Linked DNA regions of Ovis aries: region 2 is linked to region 1. The links are chromatin contacts, called in public Hi-C maps. All regions are on one chromosome and are shown on one strand. Each heading gives the region's core, a stretch centred on a gene start, on an enhancer-like site or on the middle of the called end of the contact. The rest is flanking DNA. Distances are from core to core; before and after follow the strand shown.

Evidence for each region. A called contact is a pair of places that touch in the nucleus more often than the background predicts.
Region 2: a Hi-C map of tail adipose tissue shows a contact between it and region 1, with 3 times the contacts expected there. The contact joins the promoter of C12H1orf159 here to the promoter of AURKAIP1 in region 1. A contact is called at or near these places in 4 of 16 Hi-C or Micro-C datasets (hypothalamus, liver, muscle and 1 more).

The regions. Positions count from the first base shown.
Region 1 is chr12:50,461,557-50,467,892 of ARS-UI_Ramb_v3.0, forward strand. AURKAIP1 (aurora kinase A interacting protein 1) reads left to right here and starts at 4,572. Exons shown (of 4, transcript XM_004013784.5): 1 at 4,572-4,605; 2 at 4,960-5,049. The coding sequence starts at 4,998. It overlaps CCNL2 (cyclin L2), which reads left to right. Exons shown (of 10, transcript XM_060396576.1): 6 at 376-475; 7 at 657-761; 8 at 848-989; 9 at 1,466-1,577; 10 at 1,656-2,907. The coding sequence ends at 2,247. It also overlaps the pseudogene LOC101107036.
Region 2 is chr12:50,690,745-50,696,356 of ARS-UI_Ramb_v3.0, forward strand. It overlaps C12H1orf159 (chromosome 12 C1orf159 homolog), which reads left to right and starts at 2,935. Exons shown (of 11, transcript XM_060396159.1): 1 at 2,935-2,962.

The DNA of each region.
Region 1 (6,336 bases), core at 3,322-5,821:
TAAATTTTCTTAATCAAATATGTTGAACTGCCACAGTAGACATCTTTCTGAGGCACTGTGTTTTGCATGAGAGCAGGCCAAAGGTTGAGAGGGAAAAGTAAAGTTAAAGTTGGTTCTCTTTCATAGCAACATGTACTCTCTGACATTCAGCCAGCTTTAAAAGATTTTTTTCAGTAGTTTCCCTATCTTCCTATCCTGTATTCAGAAAAAGCATCTGGGACGTTTCTCCATGAACTTGTGAGAATCACAGGACTGTCTAGCTCTTAAGTCCTGGCCGTAGACTAGTTAGTGGAGTAGTGACTTTACCTCGACAGTGCAGACGGGTGTTATGTGCGTGCCCCAGGGGTTTCAGTTCTTCCTGTGTTTGGTTTTCAGGAACTACATGAACGACAGCCTTCGCACAGATGTTTTTGTGAGGTTCCAGCCTGAGAGCATCGCCTGTGCCTGCATCTATCTGGCTGCCCGGACGCTGGAGGTCAGTGCGGGGCCACCTGGGGAGTCACCAACCCCAGTAAACTGTGTACTATGCTTCAAGTTATGTTCACTGGCATCAATAAAAAGCCTACTTGTTGGTGACCATCAGGCTTGTTTTTATTTCCCTGAGAACCTTGTTGGCTATGAAGAATGGTTAATGATGATGGCCTCTGTGTTTACAGATCCCTTTACCCAATCGTCCCCATTGGTTTCTTTTGTTTGGAGCAACTGAAGAAGAAATTCAAGAGATCTGCTTAAAAATCCTGCAGCTGTATACTCGGAAAAAGGTTCTGTGTCTTTTCATGTAACGTGTGCATGCACCTGTGTTTCACTGGAAGCATCTGGTCTGAATCATGCACTCTGGCTTTTCTAGGTTGATCTGACTCACCTGGAGAGTGAAGTGGAGAAGCGCAGGCACGCCCTTGATGAGGCAAAGGCACAAGCCAAGGGCCTGCTGCCCAGCAGCACCCAGGTGCTGGACAGTGCATCGCGGTTCTCGCCTGCCCCCAAGCCTGGTAAGCGTCTCCCCTAGGGGCGGCCTTCTCACCCTGAGTTCTCTCGGATCACATTTGCAGCTAGTCTGAGCACTCCTGAGGGCTCCAGAGTCCCCAGCAAACAAGAGGCAATCTTTGAAGTGAGATGGGGGCTCCTAGGAAGTCCGTTCTTGTGTTTTCATTAGTAAGGGGTATGGACAGGCTCCTGAAATGGCTCTCATTACCCAGCCCACCCAAGTAGTTTGCCTTGATGAAAGTCTCATAAATCTGGAGGAGTAGATCCTGTTGTCTAGAGTTAAGCATGATGCCCGCCCCCAGTCCCAGAGGCCTGGCGAGTGAGACAGGTGGTCTTCTGCATCTGGAGGTCCTGAACTGGGCTGGGAGCCAGAAGTCAGAGTTGGCAGCAGCAGTCCCTTGGAAGTGGCCTCACCTTGCTCAGCTTTCCCGTTTCTCACCAGAGCAGTTGTTGGGTTGTAACTTCTTGTGATTGATTCTAGTGGAATCCCCCAAAGAAGGCAAAGGAAACAAGCCTTCCCCACTCTCCGTGAAGAACACCAAGAGGAAAGTGGAGGGTGTGAAGAAAACCAAGGTGGACAGTCCAGTGAATGGGTGAGTAGCCCTGTGCCCAGATGGCACTGGGGTTGGCGAGAGACTTGAGGTCTCAACTGTTCTCTGCTCTATTCTCAGCTTGCCAAAGGGGCAGGGGAGTCGAAGTCGGAGCGGGAGTCACGAGCAGAGCTACTCAAGGTCCCCGTCACGTTCTGCGTCCCCTAAGAGAAGGTATGTGCTGCTTGGGTGCATGGGGCTGCAGCAGGCACTGGGATGTTTCCTAGGGAAGTGTTGTGGCCTTTCCTTGGGGACAATTGCTCCTGACCCTGAAGTGGTCAGGATGGGTGGTCACCTGCCTGGTGGTCTCCTTCACAGGAAAAGTGACAGTGGCTCCACATCTGGTGGGTCCAAGTCACAGAGCCGCTCGCGGAGCCGGAGTGACTCCCCACCACGTCAGGCTCATCGGGGTGCCCCCTACAAAGGATCCAAGGTGCGGAGCTACCGGAGATCCAAGGACTGCAACTACTCTGCCCAGAAGCCACACAAGTCCCGGAGCCGGAGCTCCTCCCGCTCTCGGAGCCACTCACGGGAACGGGCGGATACTTCTGGAAAATACAAGAAAAAAAGTCATTACTATAGAGAACAGCGACGAGAGCGTTCTCGGTCTTATGAGCGAACAGGCCATCGCTATGAGCGGGACCATCCTGGGCACAGCAGGCACCGGAGGTGAGGGGTGGGGTCCCCGCAGGACTGTGCTTTGGCCCTCGGTGTGGACACCTCAGCTGCTGGCCCTAGGGCGTGACTCTTTCTGGATATAGTTGTTGACCCTGGACCGTGTGATGAATTTGGAGATGGCATGGAGAGGCTGGCAAGGTGCCCTTTCGTCTGGCCCGGGCCCAGCCCCCGGCTCTTGCCCAGTGCCTCAGCAGCAGCCCTGCTAGGTGCAAAGGCAGGGCATGTGTCCCAGCAGCGGGGTTTGGTGCTACGACAGGCTGTCTGTTCACCCCTGAACCCATAATTACGTTAAACCAAGAAAATGACTTTTCGAAATTTTGCCTATATTAGGTTATACTATATGTATTTTGCAGTGTTTCACAATGAGAAAATGGCCTTAATAGCCCCTTACTCTGTCCACGTTGTAAATAAACATGTGTTTAATACGAGTTAAAGCTATATATGAAAACTGAGAACTTGAACTGTCAGCTTAAAACTTGTGTAGAGAATTCTGATTTTTAAAATGTGAAGGTATTTAGATCTGTGTTGAAAGTCGTATATTTTTATCTGTGTGATGCTGAGTGCAGGCCACCAGCTTCTAGAGAAGTTTCCTATATATGCATTTTACGTTATTAAATAAACAATTCTCTCTACTCAGGACATTTGGAAAGTTAAAGGGCTTGTCGTTTGTCATTCTCATTGTTTGCTCCCCTGCACAGCCTGCAACACCGATCTAGCAGTGTGTCTGCGCTCCCCTCTCTGATCTCATTACTGTGTTGGGTTTTGTACTGAATTCTGTGCGTCTGCTTCTCTCTGAGGGCTTGTGAGGCTCTGAGCTGTCTGCTGCCAGCAGGGTAAATGGAGGGTTTGCAAAGGACAAAGAGCATCACCCTGGAGGGGTCCTCTGTGGGAGTGGGTGAGGACAGCGCGGTGGTGCCAATGAGCAGGGTGGGTCAGGGTTGTCTCCAAGTGCTGTGTGCACTCTGTGCAGATCAAAGGCACTCGGGGGAGGGGGGGGGGCGTGTCTATGCCCTGTCTTGGCTCTCTCCAGATCAGCACTTCTTCATGGGTGGAAGGTACACCCTTCCTGGTGCTAGTGGCCTGGAGAAAGGTGCCTGAAGTCAGTACAGCCAAGGTATGAAGGCAGCAAGTTCAGCATCCAGGGTCCAGGTGGCTCACTCTTAGAACCAAACCATAAAAGCCTGTGGAGGATGAGAGAGAGGCCCCTGGATGTGTGTAGAGACCTTTCAACCTGGGAACCAGAAGCTGCCCCTCAGGTTGAAGGGTACATCCTCTGGAGACTCAGTTATAGAGCTGGGCCCAGATCCTGCAGTTTTGCCCTCCCATTGGCCTATCCTCCACTCTCTGCTTAGCCAAGTTGGGGCCTGGGGGTGGCTAGGCCTGGCCATTTCATACTAAGACTCACTGGAAGACCCTCCTACAGGGCAAGCCTCAGAGGAGGACCAAAGAGACTTCCCCACATCCTTGTCCCAGCAGGAATTCCTTCAGGTCCATTCTGGGGATCCTGTCCATCCTAGCCAACCTCAGGACAACAGCCTTTCTGTGTTACACGGGTTAAGTGGGCCCTCTGAGCCCCTTACCCTGAGGAACAACACTGGGTCAGCTCAACTCCATGCTGCTTCTGGTTTTCAGACAGAAACTTCTCATGGACACAACATAGGAGCTTGTTTGCTTTAAGGAAGAAATATACACTCTCCACCCATGCAAAAAGCGTCGTATTATCCATCCCACGGTACATGCGTGACGTCCTTCGCTTATCCAGACTGGCAGAGCGGATGCTGCAAGCCAAAGTAGAGAGGTGCCGGGTCCGAGACACCCAAGTCACTCCTGACGGCCCCCCCGCTCTAGCCCAACACCTGGCACCTGTCTACTACCTTCCCCACCCCAAGAGGCGGGTTCGGGGGTGAAGACGCCCCTCAAGACGAGTTGCTCCGAGTCCGGCTCCCGCCCCAGCATCTGAAGTAGTTAGGACCACTTCCGTCGCCCCCCGCAAAATCTCCGTCGTCTGGAAAACGCCATTTCCGGCTTTCCGGGACGACTGACCCTTGACTGTCGGGGAGCGACCAGAGTTCGAGCCACGCAGGCGCACAGAGGACACGCTTGGGATTGTGGTAAGTGTAGTTTTCTAGCCTCCGCGAGGGACAGGCGGAGTCGGCAAGCTGTGGGAGGGGCTGGGCACGGGGAGGGGCGGGGCGGTTCCTCCGGCCGGAAACCGTCGCTTTCTGGGTCCGGCAGGGCCTGCGCCGACTGGGAGTGGGGCGCTAGGGGGCGGTGGGCGTAGAAACACGCGGGCTGCCTCGCTCGGGCTGGGGCGGCCTTAGGAACGGACCGGAAGTACTTGAGAGAGGCGAAGGTATGGTTTGTTGAACCCTCTTGCGGCGTCTGGGGAGGGTCTGTGTGAGGACGCGGCGAGCGGGCTCCAGGGACAGCCCAGGAGGCCGCGGCTGGCTGGGGCTCGGGGACCGAGACCCGATCGTCGACACAACCTGCGAGGTGGGAGACTTGGGGTGAAGCTGAGGCTCAGGGAGGGCCAGTACCTGCCCAGAGTCGCGCAGCTGGGGACCCTCGGAGGCAGAGGTTTTGAGGGAGGAAGCTGTACTCGAAGTGGCATCCTCGTGGTGGGAGAGGGTGGCGAGGGAGACAGGGTGCGGGAATCGGAACGAGACCAGAGCCCCCAGAGTGACCTAGGCGCACACCTGTGTTCCAGCTCCGCTGATCGCCTGGGGCCACAGCCACGTACAGACCATGTTTCTGATACGCCTGACTTCCCAGCTGCTCAGGGCTGTTCCCAGGGCAGGTAAGAAGCCCCGTGGAGGGAGATGGGCGGGATACACATCTGGGTTAGGAGTGTGGGGTTAGCAGCTCGGTGACCTGCGCTGCTGTTCCGGACCACCTAGAGGCAGGGCCAGGCAACACGAACAACCCTGTTGTTCAGTCGCTCAGTCCTGTCGGGCTCGTTGTGACCCCCATGGACTGCAGCACGCCAGGCTTCCCTGTCCTTCACCATCTCCCGGAGCTTGTTCAAACTCATGTCGGTAGGCCATCCAACCATCTCTTTCTCTGTCATCGTCTTCTGCCTTCAGTCTTTCTCAGCATCGAGATCTTTTCCAGTGAGTCGACTTTTTGCATCAGGGGGCCAAATATTGGAGCTTCAGCATCAGTCCTTCCAGAATTTCCTTTAGGATTGACTGGTTTGATCTCCTTGCAGTCCAAGGGGCTCTCAAGAGTCTTCTCCAGCACCACAATTCAATATCATTAGTTCTTCGGCACTCAGCTTTCTTTATGGTCCAAATCTCACATCCGTACATGACTACTGGAAAAACCATAGCTTTGACTAGGCAAACCTTTGTTGGCAAAGTAATGTCTCTGCTTTTTAATACACTGTCAAGGTGTGCAGAGTACATCATGCAAAATGCCAGGCTGGATGAAACACAAGCTGGAATCAAGATTCCCGTAAGAAATATCAATAACCTTAGATATGCAGATGACACCACCTTTATGGCAGAAAGTGAAGAAGAACTAAAGAGCATCTTGATGAAAGTGAAAGAGGAGAGTGGAAAAGTTTGCTTAAAACTCAACATTCAACAAACTATGATCATGGCATCCTGGTCCCATCACTTCATGGCGAACAGATGGGGAAACAATGTAAACAGTGACATACTTTATTTTCTTGGGCTCCAAAATCACTGCAGATGGTGACTGCAACCATGAAATTAAAAGACACTTGCTCCTTGAAATAAAAGCTATGACAAACCTGGACAGCGTATTAAAAAGCAGAGGCATTACTTTGCCAACAGAGGTCCATCTAGTCAAAGCTATGGTTTTTCCAGTTGTCATGTACAGATATGACAGTTGGACTATAAAGAAAGCTGAATGCTGAAGAATTGATGCTTTTGGGTCCGTCCGTCCCGTCCCGCGGTGCCGCGCCCGCCAGCCATGAGCTCCACGCAGTTCAACAAGGGGCCTTCATACGGGCTCTCGGCCGAGGTCAAGAACCGGCTACAGTCCAAATATGACCCTCAGAAAGAGGCAGAGCTCCGAAGCTGGATTGAGGGACTCACTGGCCTCTCCTTTGGCCCAGACT
Region 2 (5,612 bases), core at 1,685-4,184, 230 kb after region 1:
GTTGGACCAGCTTCACCAGTTCAGAGAAACCAGAAATCTATCCCATCCACCCCTATTCATATCGAATAAGGAAGTTCGAGAGAGACCTGAAAAGCCCATGTTTTATGTGTCCCTGTGGACTGCAGTCTTCGGCATGGGAGCCCGTCTTGGTCCAGGCCTCTTAATTCAGACCCACCGGCCCAGACACTCCTCTCCAAGTAGCCGCCTCTGAGGAAGCTCGGCCCCCAGCCAACAGCCCAGGAAGCACGGAAAGGCGATGGTTGATCGTCCTCTCTTTTCTCCAAGCTCCTCTGCACAGCCTTCCCTAGGGACAGCCTTATGCAGACCAGGTCCAGGGAGCCCCACGTTCCCCGACCCACAGGCTCTGCCTGAAACCCTGAAAGTGACAAAGCTGGCGCAGGGGTGGAGTGGGGGGCGGAGCAGGGCAGCCCAGGAACAGCTGCCTTCCTGGGGAATCGTGCACAGAGGACACAACCCCCACACAGGCCTTTTCCAGGCCCCGCCGTCCACCATGCCTGAGCGCAGGGAGCAGCCCCGAGGTCGAGTCCAGAAATGCTGTGGGGACCCTGTTCGCAGTCTGGCGTCACTCTCCGGGACACATCTGTGTAACCCCATGCTGTCTCAGGAATCGCTACCCTGGTGGACACCAATGAGCAGCCTCGCTGAGCATCCGCAGAGGGGTTTCGGGCCCCCAACTCCAGGAGCCAGATGCTCTGGCACTGACAGCCTGGCTTCCCCGTCTCCTGGCAATGCCAGAGACAGCTGCATGCGAGAGATCCTGGGCAGCGTGGGCCTCCCCTTGCTTCCGCTACTCTGTCAGGGCCCTGAAGATATTAGAAGACATGGCAAGAATACACATAACTATACAAAAAAGATCTTCATGACCCAGATAACCATGATGGTATGATAACTTACCTAGAGCCAGACATCCTGGAATGTGAAGTCAAGTGAGCCTTAGAAAGCATCACTACCAACAAAGATGGTGGAGGTGGAGGAATTCCAGTTGAGCTATTTCAAATCCTAAAAGATGATACTGTGAAAGTGCTGCACTCAATATGCCAGCAAATGTGGAAAACTCAGCAGTGGCCACAGGACTGGAAAAGGTCAGTTTTCATTCCAATCCCAAAGAAAGGCAAAGCCAAAGAATGCTCAAACTACTGCACAACTGCATGCATCTCACACGCCAGCAAAGTAATGCTCAAAATTCTCCAAGTCAGGCTTTAACAGTATATGAACCGAGAACTCTCAGATGTTCAAGCTAGATTTAGAAAAGGCAGAGGAATCAGGGATCAAATTGCCAACATCCGTTGGATCATCAAAAAAGCAAGAGAATTCCAGAAAAACATCTACTTATGCTTTATTGCAGGGAAGGCAATGGCACCCCACTCCAGTACTCTTGCCTGGAAAATCCTATGGACAGAGGAGCCTGGAAGGCTGCAGTCCATGGGGTCGCTGAGGGTTGGACATGACTGAGTGGCTTCACTTTCACTTTTCACTTTCATGCATTGGAGAAGGAAATGGCAACCCACTCCAGTGTTCTTGCCTGGAGAATCCCAGGGACAGCAGAGCCTGGTGGGCTGCCGTCTATGGGGTTGCACAGTTGAACATGACTGAAGTGACTTAGCATGCTTTATTGACTATGCCAAAGCCTTTGACTGTGTGGATTACAACAAACTATGGGAAATACTTAAAGACATGGGAATAGCAGACTACCTTACCTGCCTCCTGAGAAATCTGTATGGAGGTCAAGAAGCAACAGTTAGAACTGGACATGGAAAAACAGACTGGTTCCAAATTGGGAAAGGAGTATGTCAAGACTATATATTGTCACCCTGATTATTTAACTTATATGCAGAATACATCATGTGAAATGCCAGTCTAGATGAAGCACAGGCTGGAATCAAGATTGCTGGGGGAAATAGCAATAACCTCAGATATGCAGATGACTCCACCCTTATAGCAGAAAGTGAAGAGGAACTAAAGAGCCTCTTGATGAACGTGAAAGAGGAGAGTGAAAAAGCTGGCTTAAAACTCAACATTCAGAAAACTAAGATCATGGCATACGGTCCCATCACTTCATGGCAAATAGATGGAGAAACAATGGAAACAGAAACTATTTTTTCGGGCTCCAAAATCACTGCAGATGGTGATTGCAGCCATGAAATTAAAAGATGCTTTCTCCTTGGAAGAAAAGCTATGACCAACCTAGACAGCCATTAAAAAGCAGAGACATTACTTTGCTAACTAAGGTCCGTCTAGTCAAGGCTATGTTTTTCCACTAGTCATGTATGGATGTGAGTTGGACTATAAAGAGAGCTGAGCGCCGAAGAATTGATGCTTTTGAACTGTGGTGTTGGAGAAGGCCCTTGAGAGTCCCTTGGACTGCAAGGAGACCCAAACAGTCCATCCTAAAAGGAAATCAGTCCTGAATATTCATTGGAAGGACTGATGCTGAAACTGAAACTCCAATCCTTTGGCCACTTGATGTGAAGAACTGACTCACTGGAAAAGACCCTGATGCTGGGAAAGACTGAAGGCAGGAGGAGAAGGGGATGACAGAGGATGAGATGGTTCGATGGCATCACCGACTTGATGGACATGAGTTTGAGTAAGCTCCGGGAGTTGGTGATGGATAGAGAAGCCTGGCGTGCTGCAGTCCATGGGGTCGTAAAGAGTCGGACTCGACTGAACGACCGAACCGAAATGAACAGACCTGATCCAGGCCCTAGACTACACTTCCCATATCGCTCTGCGTGCAACTTTAGATCTCGCGAGAACTCTGGGCCGTCACCCACTTGACTGGGCGGTTTTACCGTGGACCGCTGGGAGGTGTAGTTTTGGGCTGGGAGCCACGCTCCCTGGCGCTCTGGCTCGGGTGGCGGGGAGACTACAAGTCCCAGGGGGCACAACGCGACCGCCTGGAGGGCGGGGGGTACGAAAGAGGAACTCGAAGGGCGCGGGGGTGAGTGAGGGGCCGGCGGGGGGGCGGTGCGGGCGCGCGGGGGCGGGCCAGGGGCTGGGGCAGCCCTCAGGGTGCGGCCCCCAGGCAAGGCTGCAGTGGCGGGGTGGGGCGGTGGCGCGGGGTCCGGCCGCTTTGCTCCTCCGCGTTCCGCGTCCCGGTCACCGGCTCCGGACGCCTCAGCCGCGCGGAAGGGCCAGCGAGTGGGTTTATCGCCCTAGATTGTCCACTGTGGCTCAGCAGGGTCTGTGTGCGTTGTCATCAGGACGATTTAATTGACGCTTAGTTTCCGTTTATTTGATACCGGGGTTCGGACGCGCGTCTCACTGCGTTTCAAGGCGCAGCGTTCGGGGTAACGCGCTCCTCGGAGGTTCCCGAGCGCCCAGGTGGCCCTTTTGTCCTGTTCCGGGGTCCCCGTGCCTGCGAGGGTAGAGCTGGGTCCCATCCTTCTCCGCTCCTCCCAGCACCCCCACAGCAGTCTGTGTTAGCCGGAATCTGAACCGCCACAGTGATCTCACCAGCTCCTCGGAGGAAATAAAACCTGGGTTTTCCGGAAAGTTTCTCCTGGCACATGCGCGCCCCACCCCGCCCCGGGCGCTCCTCCCAAAGGCGGAGCGGCCGCGCCTCCAAGGGTCACCGGCACCCGGAGGGCGCTGCCGCCTCTCCTGTATTGCCCAGTTCCGCGAGGTAAGCTGTGATTTGTCCGGTAATTCACCTGAACAACGCCCTCTGGTCACCGCATCACTGAGAATTCTGCGTCCCCAAGACCAAGGACCCCTTCCAGCGAGTCTCCAGGGGTCCTCCGGCAGCACCGTCTCGGCGCTGCTGAGGCCACAGAGCATGTGAGCAGCCTGGAGTGTTTTCTGTACAGCTGTCAGATCGATAACTGCGCTGATGATCCTCCATGAGCGCGGGGGGATTTTCGGAACGGGCAGCATGTGAGCGAGGAGTCTGTGTTCTCATTCTGTCCCGAGAGCCAAGTTCCGCCTCGGCGCTCTTTACTTGCTGAGACGCTGATGAGCGGTGGCCTCGCTGAGGAGCTGGAGATCCAGTGGGAGAAGCAAAAGCAAAGATCAGCAACGTGAACTTTGAAGCAGTTGGCCCCCTGCCCCTCTCGGTTCTCCAGCCACAGCCGCGGGGAAGGTTGGCGAAGCGTGCATTCCCACCGTGATCTCCCGGGCAGGGCCTCCTGTTGGAAAGGCGTTCGTGAGGTTTTCTGGCCAGCACCCAACCCCAGTTGATTGTTGTTGTTTTTCCGTAGCTCAGTAATAGCCGACTGTTTGTAATCCCATGAACTGCAGCACACCAGACTTCTCTGTCCATCACTGTCTCCCTGAGTTTGCTCAAACACGTTTCCATTAAGTCAGTGATGCCATCCAACCATCTCATCCTCTGTTGCCCCCTTCTCTTGCCCTCAGCTTTTCCCAGCATCAGGAAATTGATGGGCCAGAATAATTCCCCCCTGGATACCTGAAGTGTTGCTGCTGCTGCTAAGTCGCTTCAGTTGTGTCCGACTCTGTACGACCCCATAGACGGCAGCCCACCAGGCTTCCCCTTCCCTGGGATTCTCCAGGCAAGAACACTGGAGTGGGTTGTGTTACTTGTTCAGAAATCACAGTGACTTCTTCCTTGAAACCAATTCCTTTAAGGAAAAATGAGTTGTGAAAGAAAACATGGTACAATTTAAATTCTCACCAAATTTTTAATTACCTTGAATAAGTTTTTGTACCCAATTCCTTAGCTTTTTGGCTAAGATTTTCAAAATTGAAAATGAATTGCAATCATTTAGTTTATGATTAAGTATAATTCACATAAGTGAGGTGCATAGATTCAGTTTGACCAATTTTGACAAATGTATACAGCTGTGTAGCTGGCACATCGTGGTGATAGAGGGCGCTTCTGTCATCCCTAAAGCTTCCCTCGGGTTGTGTCCTCTGGATCGGCGGGTGGAAGCCCTGATCCCCATGTGTTGGTGTCTACAGCTGGGCCCTTGGGGGTGCTCAGGGTAAGGTGGGGCCCACGAGGGGATCAATACACTAGCAACAGGAGGAACACAGTTGCTCGCACACCAAGGAAGGGCCTGGAGGATCTTGAGAAAGAAGCCTTCTGCAGTCCAGAAAGGGCCTCACCAGACCCAGATCTGCCAGCACCCAGATCTTGGGCCTCCCAGACCCAGTTCTGTGAGGAGCAGCACCTTGTCTACTCTGCCCTGGGCTGACTGAGACTTCCTAAGCCTTCCCAGACCCACCTCCCAGAAGCAGGCACAGTTCTGACTTCTGCCACATTCCTTTGTGGTGCCATGTTAGACCTTGTGGTCTGTGGAGCGGCCTTGGTTGTCCTCAGCATGATACCTGTCCCTGGAGGGCACTTGGGTGGGTTCCTGGCATTGCCTTGGGTGACAGAATTGTGCACATTCTTCCATGTCTGTTCTGTGGGCATGAGACTGCTGTGTGGGCCTGGTGGGCAGAGGTGTTTGCTTGTGTCTTCCGTTTGCATGTGCTTGAACATCGATGCTGGACCTGTTGCACCCACTCAAGGCATCTAAGCAGGTCCTTTAGGTCTCTGGATACAAGCCGAGACAGGTGTGTGTGTGTGTGTATATATATATGCTCAGCCATGTCTCCAACTCTTTATGATCTCATGGACTGTAGCC